4 separate regions of the Zea mays genome follow, and regions 2, 3 and 4 are each linked to region 1. The links are chromatin contacts, called in public Hi-C maps. All regions are on one chromosome and are shown on one strand. The core of a region is the stretch at or near the end of the contact, and the rest is flanking DNA. Distances in the headings are between cores, read along the strand shown. Region 1 holds the start of LOC100272511. Region 2 holds the start of LOC100383171 (Cytokinin riboside 5'-monophosphate phosphoribohydrolase LOG3). Region 3 has its middle 7.6 kb from the start of LOC100277341. Region 4 has its middle 28 kb from the start of LOC100277341.

What was found. A called contact is a pair of places that touch in the nucleus more often than the background predicts.
Region 2: a contact with region 1 is called in a Hi-C map of ear, with 1.7 times the contacts expected there. The contact joins the promoter of LOC100383171 here to the promoter of LOC100272511 in region 1. A contact is called at or near these places in 6 of 25 Hi-C or Micro-C datasets (bundle sheath, ear, endosperm and 2 more).
Region 3: a Hi-C map of leaf mesophyll shows a contact between it and region 1, with 3 times the contacts expected there. The contact joins the enhancer-like site here to the promoter of LOC100272511 in region 1. A contact is called at or near these places in 3 of 25 Hi-C or Micro-C datasets (bundle sheath, leaf and leaf mesophyll).
Region 4: a Hi-C map of leaf shows a contact between it and region 1, with 3 times the contacts expected there. The contact joins the enhancer-like site here to the promoter of LOC100272511 in region 1. A contact is called at or near these places in 2 of 25 Hi-C or Micro-C datasets (both in leaf).

The regions. Positions count from the first base shown.
Region 1 is chr5:29,003,338-29,006,994 of Zm-B73-REFERENCE-NAM-5.0, forward strand. LOC100272511 reads right to left here and starts at 1,840. Exons shown (of 4, transcript NM_001348794.1): 1 at 1,499-1,840; 2 at 209-1,369. The coding sequence starts at 1,279.
Region 2 is chr5:29,166,082-29,169,738 of Zm-B73-REFERENCE-NAM-5.0, forward strand. LOC100383171 (Cytokinin riboside 5'-monophosphate phosphoribohydrolase LOG3) reads right to left here and starts at 1,715. Exons shown (of 6, transcript NM_001175836.1): 1 at 1,299-1,715; 2 at 1,013-1,110; 3 at 808-838; 4 at 477-576; 5 at 205-275; 6 at 1-105. The coding sequence starts at 1,406.
Region 3 is chr5:28,848,786-28,852,442 of Zm-B73-REFERENCE-NAM-5.0, forward strand. No RefSeq gene overlaps it. Among protein-coding and RNA genes, the nearest start is that of LOC100277341, 7.6 kb to the left of the region's middle. Within about 2 kb of position 1,721, at least 20 of the 20 cell types and tissues checked have an H3K27ac peak or open chromatin away from gene starts, as enhancers often do. A contact at or near this core is called in bundle sheath, leaf and leaf mesophyll, where this site is marked.
Region 4 is chr5:28,869,287-28,872,943 of Zm-B73-REFERENCE-NAM-5.0, forward strand. No RefSeq gene overlaps it. Among protein-coding and RNA genes, the nearest start is that of LOC100277341, 28 kb to the left of the region's middle. Within about 2 kb of position 1,600, at least 17 of the 20 cell types and tissues checked have an H3K27ac peak or open chromatin away from gene starts, as enhancers often do. A contact at or near this core is called in leaf, where this site is marked.

The sequences.
Region 1 (3,657 bases), core at 590-3,089:
GAGGCCATTTCGCTGCATGTTCCATATTAACATTGAACCAACAGTTCCATAACAGCAGTTAATTTCACAGGGCATTAAGCATTTTATGGGTACCAGAAACACTAACACCTATTAATTATTAACCCCAAACGGGAAGTTAAAAGTAGCAATCATCAGTTCATAATGAAGTATGGCATATAGGTATGGGAAACATGGGATGAAGCAAAACCTGAAGAAGCCTCCACGGTGAATTTGGCCATCTGATTGTGTCAGCAACCTGAGCAGAAGCTATCGTCCCCATAAACCAGCTGATCCTTGACGAATCCTCTGTCTCAAATGCCATCTTGAACCTCATCCCAGGGCACCACTGGTTCCTCATCGCGTTCTGTACCGATGCAGCCTTCACAACAAACTCTGGAGTGCTAGCTCTCGGGTAGTACACCACCTCAAATGGCTGCCCGCTCGCGGCTAAGCTTGCGGCCTCAACAACGTCCGTGATCTCCACCTTCCCCCTGCCTCTCATGTACCCACCAGGACCCTTAGTGATCTTACCTTCCTCGTCCTTCAAGAACGCCGACAAGGCCCCGTACACCGGGGCGTTCCAGCCAGAGATGCACTCCATGCCACCACAGGACACCCGCTTGGCACGGCGTATCCCGACGCACAGCTCGCCATGCTCGGTGCGCAGGAAGACGATGGAGTCCCCGGCGACGAGCTTCTTCTGGTTGACGAACGCGCTCCATCCCGTGGTGAGCAAATGCCGGCGCGGCGTGCCCCGGAAAATGTGGCGGAACTTCCAGACCTCCCCGTGCACGTCCTTGGCGAGCACCGTCTGCACCGGCGGGTCGGCCCGGTAGTCGAGCTTGGGGAAGATGGTCTCGGCGCAGTAGCGCGGCACGGAGAAGCCGCCGCCGTTGTTGGCGTCGGACTGCGTGAGCGTCTTGGCGAAGGAGGACAGCTTCTCCCGGGCGTCCTCGGGGTCGATGCCGAACTCGCGGGGCTCTCCGAACTCCACCTCGCCGGGCGCGGCCGGCACGAGGCGGATCTTGGCGAAGACCTCGTCGGTCTCCGGATCGGCCAGGAAGCGCACCCCGGCGACGGTGCAGAGCACGAGCGGCGGGAGAGGTCGCGCCCGCGCCCCGGCGAGGTCCGTGGCGCCGCCGCCGCCGTGCGCGTGTTCCGCGTGGCCCTGCGGGAAGTAGTAGACACGGGAGCGCACGGGGGGCATCTGCACCATGCCGCCGGCGCACGCGTGCCACAGCTGCGGGTCAAGGCACCTCTCCTCGCCCGCCTCCTTCATGGCCTCCTGACCTCCTCGTCTTCGTCGTGTCGTCTTCCTCCACCGCCGCCACACCCACCAAACGCGATCACTGTCCAGCTGCAGAGCAACCTGCAACGTCTCCCGTTATTTGCGCGAACCCAAGTACTAAACCACCCCACGCAACCCCCACAAAACGGAACTGAACGAAAAGCACGCGATTGAAACGAAACGGACACAGACAGCAGGAGCGAGCGATACCTCCTCTGCGCACGCCCAGGGGTTCCAATTGGCAGATCATGAGGCGGCGCAACCGCTACTCCGGGAGAAACGCTCTGGCACCGGGCAAAGCGGAGTAGGAATGTACACCAGGGCCGGCATCTTCGCGGGCAACGACTCTGTCGTCGGTCCGAGGACACCACCCCCCCAAGCTTGCTCCGGCTGCCCCCGAGCCCCAGGAAGACGGCGAAGAATCGACGGCGGCGAGGCGGGGAGATCAGGAGGTTGACGGTGGTGGCGCGCGCGCTGCGCTGCGCTGCTACAGCGGCACACACAGTGGGTTGGAATTATGGCGAGGCCTCGGACGCCTCTACCTTGTTGTGGTGATGACTGATGAGTGGGCCGCTCTCCCCGCTGCAGCTGCAGTAGCACAGCACCACAGTCAGGCCCCAGTGTGGGAGCGCGACCCCACCACCGGATCCGCCGCGCCCGCGCGAACAGCGAACAGCTGCGCGGCACACGGGACAGCGAGTACCTACTCCCACCACCATCGGGTTCGGGAGAGCATGACCCGCGGGGCCCAGCCTGCCGGGCTGTCGGTGGGGTGAGGCCGGGCAACGCGCGGTGGTGGTTACTCCGTTCCGTTTTTGACGGTCGTGTCTGTTTGAATGAATTCATTCATTCATCCATCTCGAGATGATCAATCATCATCAGATCAGATGCCAGTCCAACAGCCTCCTGCTGGTTCATCAACTGGCCCACAGACTTTACTCGGTTTCAGACAGTGCGTGCCAATACTACTAGTAATGTTTGTTTTCTTTTTTATTAATTATGAAAGGACCTGACGAGGTACTGGAATAACACTTTTTTATATATTTTATTAGGGGCCAGCGAAATTTTCTGCGATCCAAACAGATGGGGGGCGCCCAGTGCATGCATGAAGCCAAAGTTGCCGCGACGGGGTCCAGCTGGACTGATGAAGAGCACACGCTGCTCGCCCCTGTGTAGAAAGCTCGCGCATTTGTGGTCTGGTCTCCTGGACAAGCAAGCAAACCATGACTGGAAACGGACCGGGTCATCATGTGGAATGTCCATTCGATCTCCAAACTCCTTACAGCGTGCGTGAACCGACGCACGCCGTTTCAAGCACATGAACTGAATCATGGGAGGCCATGGGCTAGGGCGGTCTGGCTCACATTTGTAAACGCGGCACACGATTGCATGCGGATTGCGGCGATTGAATTCGAGGGGTGGAACCGTCACCATATTGGTTTGCTTTATTCCGTACAGGCTTCTACTCCAGAGTGTTTTGTCCATATGAATTAGAGTTACAACAGTCAAGAACAACATGTGTGAGGAGGGGCGAATTTCGGCCCCGGCCCCCGGGCCACCTGGGCCGTGGCCCGGGACGAGCCTAAAAATCCTTTTATATATAGGTCTTTTTCAATCAAAAAATTAGTCTAAAATATATTTCAGCCTAAAAATGTGGTCTAAAAGATCTCCTGCTTGCACCGATCGAGCCAGGCGCTGGCAGCCTCACTCAGTCGCTCAAGTCACTAAAACATAGGCTCTTACAATTATTTCGCAAACATGCGTGGCTGTGTTTCCTACATTTGCCATCGGCACGCCGTCTCTATTCAGTCCTCCATCGCTCTCCACACCTTCAGGCTCTACGAATCCGGTAATGGCACAAGGCAGCAACCTCTGAGTTGGCCGGGCGGGCTCTGACTCAGGCATCCGCCACCGCCAGTCCGACCTCCACCTCCGTCGGCCTGCCTCCAGCGTCCCTTCGACCCTATAGCAATGACGCGCGCGGCCTGCACTAGCGCCGCGCCACCGCCCAAATCCGCCCTTGCCATTACATCTTCTCCCAAACTATACAACTTCCCCAACCTGATTCCCTTTCTTTTCTTATTCATAGGCGAGGGCGGAGCGCCTCCCTGGCCAATGGGCAGCGACCACCTGAGCGGCGATCGTTGTGTGCTGAATGTTGACTGTCTGCTGCTATGTGCCCGTGATTCTCCTCTATTGTGAGTAATTGTTCCCAAATGTCTGATTCACTTTTCCTATCTGTCACAGTTCCACTGAATTGTTTTAAATGTTTCTACCCTAAAGTGCGAAAAATTAAAAAACGAGTAGTACATCGTTATATTTGTAGAGTGGCCCGAGACGTTATTTTTACGGAGCTCCACCACTGTGTG
Region 2 (3,657 bases), core at 465-2,964, 160 kb after region 1:
GACGATGATGCGGCGGGCGCTGGGGTTGATGAAGCCCTCCTCCACGGCCTTGTCGATGAAGGTCAGCAGCGAGTTGTAGTAGCCGTCCACGTTCAGCAGCCCGACCTGCATATATATGTATGCATGAGAGAAGATCGAGGAAGGCATATGGTCGTCGATCTCGGACTCGGTGCAGGGAGATCGAGCTAGAGCTAGGCGTTTTACCGGCTTGTGGTGGATGCCTAGCTGCGCCCACGTGATGACCTCCAGCAGCTCCTCCAGCGTCCCATACCCTCCTGCACTCACGCAACGCACGCAGTGAAACCATTAGCTCAAGTTCGGATGTGCACCTCCCACTCCCAGTGAGGCCGGTGGACAACATCACAGCAGCGGCGTCACCAATTATTTGCCGCAAAACGACGCTATACGAACTGTACGTGCACCATGCATGCATGGTGCGTGCATGAGAGGCCGGCGCTGCCACCGCCCGTACGTACCAGGCAGGGCGATGAATGCGTCGGACTGCCGCGCCATCTCCGCCTTCCTCTGGTGCATGTCGGCCACCGCCCGCACCTCCCCGACCGTCTCGCCGCTTATCTGCCCAAGGAAAACATGCAATTTGTTTACCTCCCTGCGCTCCGGGTAGGAGTAGTTCTCAAAGCGTCAAGTGCCATGTCCCCCGGCCGGGACTCCAGCAGCCAGAGCTAGCCCAAACTCCCATGCCCCCATTCATAACCACCACGCGCCCCTCCCCTACTACACGCACTCGGAATGCTAAAAAACAAGCCGAGGAGTGCTAGGCGTGCTGTACTGTACGTGCAGACATACCTCTGGTGTCATGAGCGTCTTGGGAATGACCCTGCATGCGCGTGGACAGCAGCAGCAGCAACATGACAAAAGAAGAAGCGATCAGCATTCAGCGCACAGCAGCATAGGAACAGGAACAGCCGGCGAACTACTACACAAAAAGACATTATTCTTCGTCGTCTCGGGATGAGCGAGACGGCGATGGCGTGACTGCGGCTTCGCTTACCCGATGACGTGCCGGCCGCCGTCGTAGACGGCCTGGGAGACGAGGCCCATGAGCCCGATGCTGCCGCCGCCGTACACCAGGTCGACGCTCCGGGCCACCTGCGTAGTTACGTGCGTGCGTGTGCATGCAGAGAACAGATTACTATACTGGTAGCTAGCTCGTGAACGCGCGTGTGGCGTGAGCGGGCGCGCGCGCCGGCGAATTTTGCACGCACGCACGAGCACGGCTCTACTGGTGCGGGACGACGACGACGAGGATGGAATATGGATGGAGTTGGGTACCATACCAGCTCGTTGCCGAGCTCAATGGCGGCGTCATGGTAGCTCCGCTTCTTCCCCTGGCTGCTGCCGCAGAACACGCAGATCCTCTTGAACCTCGACTGCCTCATCGTCATGCCGGCCTCACGTACTACTCTCGATCGGTGCTGTCGTCTATATATATATCCTGCGACGGTTGCGGCTAGCTGTGCTATAATTAACGCTAGCTTCTAGCTCCCCTGTGTGCAGAGGAGGAGTATGTTTTCTCTCTCTCTGTCTGTCTCTCTAGCACACAGGCTCTCGAACTCGCTGAGCTAGCTAGCTAGCTCTCAACAAGCCTCCCGTCGTCGTCGCTGCCGCGGCGAGAGGTGGTGCGCACGCTGCTGGCTAGCTAGTGCAAGCGAACAGCGCGCACTACTACAAGGGTGGTGGAATGGATGGCCTTGTTCTAGCTTGTAGCTGATGCCCGGCACACCGAGTGCGCCACCCATGGCTTATATAAAAGCGCGGGGGAGAGGAGAGAGAGAGAGACGCCCGGGGTCGATCGGACAGGAGTGTGCGTGTGTTGTACGAGTGGGGGAAAGAAATGCATGCACATGGCTGGCTTTACAGTGACACTGACGGGGGCAGCAGCTGGTTGGCTATTGACGGGTGACTACTCACCTTAGCTTATCGGTTTTGCCGGTAGGTGCAATTAATTTGCGCCAAGGCAAAACATGCGTGCTCTTCCTTATCTTTGCTCATACTAACCTATAATTTTTTGTTGGGAAAAGCATAATAATCATGGGGCGGACTCGTGCGCTGATAGAGATCTACTTTAATTCAAATCATTATTATGACATTTGCAAAAAAAACTTTCGGGCCAAAAACCGTGCACCACATCACAGCTTGAGGCTAATGCGTACATCTATACTATGCAATTCGGGGAAAAGGAAAGAGACTATACTCTTCCAAGTGGAATGTGTGTTGCCTTACGTGTCTATATATATAGAAATAATGATTTATACACTTTCCTCGCAGTGTAGTTGATGTCCTATTTTATAGTTTTGCATCTGCGGGCACGGATCTAAATAGACAAATCAAAATTGATAAAAATTTGATGGCGAAATTAGGAGCAAACCATCAAAATTAAACTAATTCTGATGGTTTTCTATCGAAATTATTAGTCCGTTAAGATAACTCGATGACATTAAGCGATATAAGTTCGACGGTCTCCATATGCCGATAAACTTATCTAGTGACGTAGCACAAACATCACGAAGCAACTAAAGTAATAACGATGTCTTTCATACATAACAAAGCAACTAAAGTCCTCTAAGTTAATCGACCACCAATTGCAAAGAGGATTGTTCGAATTGTAAGTGCTACCACCTCTCAAGTATAGAAAAGCATCGACGTGATATTCCTCTTGAGTCTGCGCCCGCACATTTTAAATAAGAAAGATACGGAGCAAAGTTTTGTTAACATAGGAGGTAGGCTAGACGAAGAAGCATAGAACGCCATCAACATGTAAAATGAACAAAATGAAGACTACAATATTTCTAGAATGACAAATTTACAAAGTAAAGCACAATATCTCAATAGTATGAGATTTCGATTACTTGACTAGAATATCTAAAGCATGGTGTTTTTATCATGTGGGTATAGTGTAAAATATTGGGTTAAAAATATTGAGCACACTTGCTAGGGGTTTTCATGATTTAGTGACCAAGGTATAAGCAAAGCTTACCCTAGGACCAAATACATATATATGGGCATATGCAAGGATCGACGACCTTAGTGAGGGTCAATCGGGACTAAAAAACTCATACATGAATGCGCAACCTGTTAGGGGTGTTCTCAACATCCGGTTAACAGAACTGAGATGTTTTATCTCTGCGTCGCTGATTGGGAGGGCCACCCTAACCATGGTTGCGGCCCATGTTCAAACAAGCGCTATAAAAAGAGATTAAGGTGTCGGCGGCTCAAGCCAACACAATTAGCCTTGCCGAAACCCTAATCTCATAGGTCCACATCGACTAGCGCTTGTGGCTTTTCTCCGTAAATCATTTTCCCTGTATTAAAGTGCCATAGCCGGAGCTGATAAAGCTACCATCTGTGGCTTTTCTCCGTAGTAGAATATGACTCTAGCTGTTAGGTGTTTTTCGCAGTAAGTCGTTTAAAAAAAGGTGTTTGGTAGGGCTCTGACTTTTTTCAGAGAAAAGACAGAGTCGAAGCCCTGCCAAACAGGTTCTAAGGGGTCGGCGGCTCAAGCCAACGCAACCAGCCTCGCTCGAACCCTAATCCCACATGTCCCTATCGTCTAGCGCTTGCGAGTGAGTGGAAGAGTTGTAACCCTAATGGCAGAGTTGGAGAACGACGGCATCCATGTGGGCGCTAAATCCAACC
Region 3 (3,657 bases), core at 471-2,970, 150 kb before region 1:
TCTAAACAAACCGGGACCTCTAATTCTCCATTTATTATTAACACTGATGGACCAAGCTTCATTTAAGTAAAAAAAGGAGAGAAAAAAAACGATGAACAAGGTTTTCTTTCCAACATAAACACGTACGCCACTGTGACGAGCGGTGGGCGCCCGAATTTTTTTGTATTTTAGCCATTTTTCGGAAAAAAATTCACATTTAGATCTTAAAAAATTTTAATGTCATTTTTGGACCCTTTGCTCGGCGCCATAGCTTATGGCGCCGAAGTAACACAACTCGGCGCCATAGGCTATGGCGCCGAGGTCGTGTTGCGTTAGCACAACCCAGACGCGTGGCGTCGACGTGACACCGAGCTCGGCGCCACAGATCTTGGTGCCGAGCTCGGTTGTGTTATTAACATATTTGTCGCAAACATAAGCACAAAGCCCATCTAGCCCACTTGGTGGAGCACAAGGCTTCTAACCTTGTGGTCATGGGTTCAAGCCCCACTGTTTGCATTTTTATTTGTTTTTTTTGTTTATGTCGCTGGTGTGTCCGTTCAAATTTATTTCTCACCTAGATTTTTTTATCTAGCCACTACTCATTTTTTTTAAATAATTCATTAGGTATATTTTTTTTTGTCTTGGGGCTTTTGCAGATCTTATTCTTAATATAATGCCTTACAGGTCGAGTTTTTTTAAGATGGGGGCATTTCACAGCTGGAGCATGTATTCATCAGAGAAAGCAGGTAATCGAAAAACTAGATTTTTTTTGTGATGCAATGTTGTCGAGTTATGGTGGCCTAATTATTTTTTGTGACTGATGATTCCCTGTACTGCTTAGTGTCTTGCTGCGAGAAAAACCAGTGGTGATATGGTACATAATTTCCTTGTTTTGTCGAATGTAGGACAAAGGACGACTATTGGAGTTGGCGTTTGTCGTGCTGTTGCAATGCATTCTCAGGTAATAACAATCATTTTTTTCTCAGTATGTTTTGGTCTTTGTATTTCTCTCTGTTTTCAGAGTTCAAATGTTGTTCAATGTAGCAGTAATCCTTACACCTTGGAAGGGACAGATGGCTAGAATTTTTTAGCAAAACTTCAGTGTAAGTATAGGTAAATTATATAAGCTGAACTGACTTCAGTGACAAAACAAAGATAAAAAAAATCTAGGCGAGAAATAAATTTGAGGGGACACACCAACGACATAAAAAAAAACAAATAAAAATGCAAACTATGGGACTTGAACCCACGACCACAAGGTTAGAAGCCTTGTGCTCTACCAAGTGGGCTAGATGGACTTTGTGCTCATGTCTGCAACAAATATTTTAATAACACAACCGAGCTCGGCGCCAAGATCTGTGGCGCCGAGCTCGGTTCCACGTCGACGCCACGGCGTCCGAGTTGTGCCGACGCATCACGTACCTCGGCGCCATAACCTATGGCGCCGAGCTGTGTTACCTCGGCGCCATAGGCTATGGCGCCGAGCAAAGGGTCCAAAAATGCTATTAAAATTTTTTAGGGTCCAAACGTGTTCTTTTTTCCGAAAAATGGTCAAAATACAAAAAATTGGGGGTGGGCGCACACTTATGTATACGCGCCTCGTCATCTACAGAGACGAAAAGCGAACGCTAGCTACAGCTGTGTTTCACAGTCAATCATCCGTCCTTGACACGTGCACAGTACGTAGGGTTGGGCAAGGGAACGGACGGAGCACGCGCACAGGGCAGCACAGCACAGAGTGACCACCACTGACCGATGCCTTTCCACCACCACACCTTGTGATCGATCGTGTCGTGCCGTTCCCCTCTTGTGTTGTTCAGCAGCTATAGAGCTAGCTAGCAAGCAAGCAAGCCGAAAAAAATGCCGCTTCTCGCCATTTGCCATGCCAACCCACGGCGCGGTGGCGTATATTTGGAGATCGACGAGGCATCGGGGAGCGAAAAAGAGGCGACTGGGTAGGCCAATGGCGTCGGGATTCCTTGGGCCCGAGGGGTGTGCCGTGCCGACATATGGCGTCGGCGTGTGCGTGTGAGCCCGCGCCCCGCGGCATATCGGTTTCAGGACCGAACCAACCGCACGCACGTAAACGGCGACCGGACGTCGCGGCAGACACAGCTTTTAAGAAGATTTTGAGAATATGCCGCTTTTTTCCTTTTTTTTAATATATATGCCCGTCAGGAATTTCGTGTTTCCCTTCGTTGCCTTGCCATATTGCTCTTCCCCTTTATTGCCACACTCCGTTACTTCCACTACTGTGTTACTGTTAGAGCGGGTCCTTGGAGACCTGGACCGGCGGACATGTGGCTGGTCGGTCGGTGGCCAGTGGCCACACCACACGGCGGACCATCGCCGGTCAGATTCCAGTGTGGTGGACATGCGCGGCGGCGCGTGGCCTGGACCGTGGACAGCTAGCATCTGCTGGGCCACGGTGGCAGCCTTTTCAGCTACTAGTACTATATCGTAGGACTGGACTGCGTCGTGGGTGATGACCATGCATGTGCACGCTCGCGACAAATAGGCCCACTTCCAACAGCAAAGCGATTGCTAGGCCCTTTTCCTTGTTCCTTCAGTACGCGCCGACTTGGCCCATGCGACGACAAAGGAAATGGGCTCCGATGGCCTTGCCTGCATCACTCGTCCGCAGGGAGACGAACGCTGTGCGCTCGCGTTACTGTTCGCCCTCTGCGCCGCCACGTTGCGATGCTTCGGTTCCGTGGGTGGGCCCGGAGAGATCGACCGGCCGATCGCGACGCTTCCCGCCGGACTATATACTAATAATAATAATCAGCTGCTGTGGCCTCTGGGTGCTCAGGTTAACCGGACGGGGTTTATGGCCTTCTCATCTGCACTTTCTGTTAGACTGCCTTTGACAGGAGGGGAGGGGAGGGGAGAGAGAGATAGTACCTAGACCATATAGTATGTAGAGTAGAATTCTGTATGTTTTTTCAGTAATATAGTTGCATTTCACATATATATATGTCGACAACTTGGAATCTGGATTCTACGTTACTTAATTTGTTTGAGTCTGGTATATGTTGTGTGTGCAATCTTGATCAATGCTATTGTTTTAGTCCAAGAAAAAGCGCACCGGGTCTTGTTTTCCTGATGATGCAGTGAACATTAGGGACGGTGGTAATGTATCACAGCCCAAATACCCCTTCAAAGTTTGTTTGAGCTATTAACTAATTTTAACTCAAAAATAAATAGAAACAGAGGTCGATCATAATTCGATCCGATCTTTAAATTTTAATGTACAATTTATAGTCTATTACCACTCTAGTGAAGGGACATATTCTTCGCTCACTTGTAGGACGCCAAAAAAAAAACAAAGTCCGTTGGTGAGATGGCCAGTCTAATCTAATATCTACAGGTTTTAGGACGATACAGCCAAAATTGTGTACCTTTTTAGCTCGAGACAGACTAATTTTAGGACATACAGCCAAATGTACAGACCGCCGAATTCCAAGAAAGAAAAGTCTCCAGCAAGCACATTGTGCAGTTAACCATCACGGCATTGATATCAGGAGCGAACATGATCAACTAATATCTCATAAAGTTTGTCATGTCTGGACAATTCATCGTCTGATTCAACACTTTCTTGTTCAATTAGAATACTACGAAGAGATGTGTTGAATTTAGGCTACAAGTCCGAAACAATATTGAGTAATGATCAAGCAG
Region 4 (3,657 bases), core at 350-2,849, 130 kb before region 1:
AGCAATTACTAACGTTTAAAACCAACAAATAACCTTTCATTTTACTGTTAGTGTGACAAATCATTGTTGCTCCATCCAATTCGGCAACCTCAAACGCCATTGAGTCCATTGCGCCAATGTTGTCTCAGAAACAAACTAATGCTTGCAAGAGCCAAGAACGTCGTGCCGTGCTTGGGCTGTAGCCTCGGCCCGTAGTGCTGGCCCGGCCCAACACGATTATATTTTTTTTATTTTAAAAAAAGTATATACATATATACAATTTATATTCAATATTAAAAACATCTGAGCATTATGTTCTACTGGTTAGACAGCTTCACCCAGTGTTTTCCGCCCTTGTCCATTAGGGCATGGGTTCGAACCCCACTCCATGCGTCGCTTTTTAATATTTTACTCTGATTTAATCAAATGGGCCGACAGGCTGGCCTATCACAGTCAGCAGGCCAGCATGACGTGCATGGGCTGGAGTTGTGGCCCGCGAGCGTCTGGCCCATGCTGGGCCGCCGTTTGGCCATATATAGGCGTGCAACAGATTAATTTGAAATAACTGTGAGGGGTTATTTGTAAAAAGATGACGTGTGACGACTGTTGAAACTTGTGATTTAAGTATAGTATAGATTACTTCTAGGCGGATCTTAACTACTTCTAGGCGGCAGTGGAACACATCGTTAAAAAAATCGACTAGTTAGGCCCTGTTTTAATTCCTCGAGATAAACTTTAGTATCTTTTTTTAGCTACTTTTAGCCATTTGGTGATCTAAACAGGAGAGCTAATAGTGATGTGATAAAATTTAACATTTATTATCTCATAAGCTCCTCAAGGGGTGCTAAAAGGAGCTAAACATGGGTCAGGGAACTCCATTTTCCACTCCATACCCTTCAACCTCATTCTCTCTCTGCATTAGGGATATGGATGTCTTTTTATTGTAATGTGCTAAAGTTTATTAGAGTAGTCTAAACAACTGAAGGAGCTAAACTTTAACACTTTAATTCATATGGCTAAAGTTTAATACGAAGCTAAAGTTTATCCCGTGAGATTGAAAGAGGCCCTTAATCCATCCTCTTGAGTATATATCACGCGCCGTCTCCGTGACTAAGTCGTGGGCTCTCCGATATTTGACCATGCAGTATTGCATCTGAAATCCGATCTGCTGCAGCTCAAACCCAGACCACCAGCACGTCGATGACGCACGTGCCCAGCAGCAGTCCAAGAAGATGTGGTCATGGCAGGAAGTCAACATTGACGCAGGACGGCGATGGCGAGTCGGCGAAGAGAAAGATAGTGAAATAGACGCACGCCGACGCCGATGATGGTGACCATCCGGCTGCATGCGACGACCGGGCGGGGGGGGGGGGGGGGGGGGGGGGGGGGGGGGGGGGGGGGCAGCGACCGGGAACGCAGCGTGCGTCGCTCCGCCCGCCTCCAACTACGCCCTCCCGCGCACGGAGCGTGTGTCTAGAAGGGAAAGCGAGGGCGCCGTGTGCGGGAAGCAGCAGGCAGCGGCGGCCGAGCATGGCGCGCACGTGCTATCGATCGACACCCGCAGAGCCGCTTCATCAGGTCTCCATCATTGGCTTTGACCGCTGAATGCCGGGCTCGGCCCAGACGTCAGCGCGCGCGGATGCGTGACGCACGCGACGGCCCACGGATACATCGGCAGCGTCAAGTCTTTACGTTGCCGCTCCCGTCCGGAAAAAATCCTCTGCAAGTGCTTGAGCTAGGCTCTAGCTACCTCCCTCTTCAAGGTGTATGGGAAGAAATTGGATAAGGCTATCCTTTTTTTCTTTATATCATTTTTTGTGTCACATCGTCAGCATTTCATTCTCTATGTTTTCATCTCCCGCAGCGATTCCCCCTATATTTTCCCCCTATACACCACTACAACCATAAAATATCATTTCTTATATCTAATTTTCAACTACTATCAATTTTTTATCTACTAACAATTCCTTGTGGACCCACTGCTACAGGAATGAACCGTCTGAAGAGTGTGAATAGTGAAACGCTAAATCTAGAGGGAGAGAGAAGGGGACCGGCCGGTAGGGGGCCCTGCAGGGGGCAACGCTGCGGGCGTAGAGCGCCCCCTACAGGCGCCATGCAAGGGGAGAGGGCTGGCTGGCGGCAACCGCTGCAGCCAGCGTGATGAGGCAGTCATCTTGATCCTGCCATGCGGCATGCGAGGTGTTAGTCTTCCAACCACACGTCGCGATTTGTGGATCCGTCATACTTAAATTGTGTTTGCTGGCGCGCGTACTTTTGGGAAATTGTGCCTCTCTGATTTACCGCTAGAAAGCGTGCGGTGCCAGTCCTGGTGGGCTGGGGCTGCTCTCGTGCCTCCTCTCGCGTGGCTATTCAACTTTCTCCTGCTCCCGACGCCTGTTGTCAAAGATGTGTCGGACGTCACGGATGTCCCTAAGGCGATCTTGCATGGGGACATGTGTCCTCGTGGATTGGGTGAGTTTTGCCCCCTTGCTCCAAGACGAGGTCGTTTGCGGGTCGTAGTGTAACACTCCATGTGTTACTAAGGGTTTCTACTCAACAAACTCACAAAGCCCTACTATCACATGTGGGTTAGTTAAGCAAAACACACGATACTTGGGAACCAATGCCCTAATTAAGTATTGACCATCTTAGAAGACCTACCATAGCCATATCATGCGCATCAAAGGGGGAGAATACTTAAAACCTAAGTTCCCCGCCTTTTAGCAAATTAAGCACCAAAATAAACTGAGCAAGAAAGTTATATGAATTACATTATCATGACTTGGACCATTTATAAAAGTTATAGCACATTAAATCACCTACCAAAGTTAGTAAGGGAGATGTCGCATATAGGTTTTACGAAATCCCCAAAAAGGTCACTCAAGTGAGGGAAACAAAAGAAAATCAGATTTTTCTTTAGATCATTTTCAACCCCTCTAACAAAACCAAACATGTTCACCCAGTACCAAAACTCAACACCACATACTCCAATTGACAAAGTTGTACCTAAACACTTAATCTAACCCATACCATAAGATGGCCTCGGGACCAAACTTTTTGACATATCAAAACACCAGATTTACCTCAGTGTTGGCCCTTGAGACAAACCGACCTTGGGGATGTGACAACTCCTTATCCCTGCCAAGAAACGCTTGGGTCTCCACACCTATGAGCATTTGAAAGGGATAAAACGGGTTGTCGCCACGTGTTTGGCCAGGGCTAGCGTCCAGAGCGTGGTCGAACACGCGCCCGCGCTCGCCCCCACGCACTGTCGGCATAGCCATGCCCGCTCACACCCCGCACCTATAAAGTCGACCCGGACCCTCGGTCTCACTCTCCGCACTCTCTCGAACTGTGCCCGAGCCTTGCCCGCTAGTGACCGCCTAAGCACAGTGAGCTCCACCACCTACCATTTGTCCTCGAGTAGTGGCCACTGTGGTTCGCCCACTCCAGCCCCTCTCCACCCGATCGAGCCCCACCATTGGCTTCCCCAGAGGCCAGTCAAACTCCTCGAAGCTAGAACCCGAACTCTACCTCGCCGGAACAGCGCAACCACCCTCGTCAGCGCACGTGGCCAAAACCATCAAGTGAACTAATGTTCGATTAATTCTGTACATAGCATCTGTAACACCTAGTGAAGCTCCATTTAATTGAATGCTACCATCGTGTATAGGACAG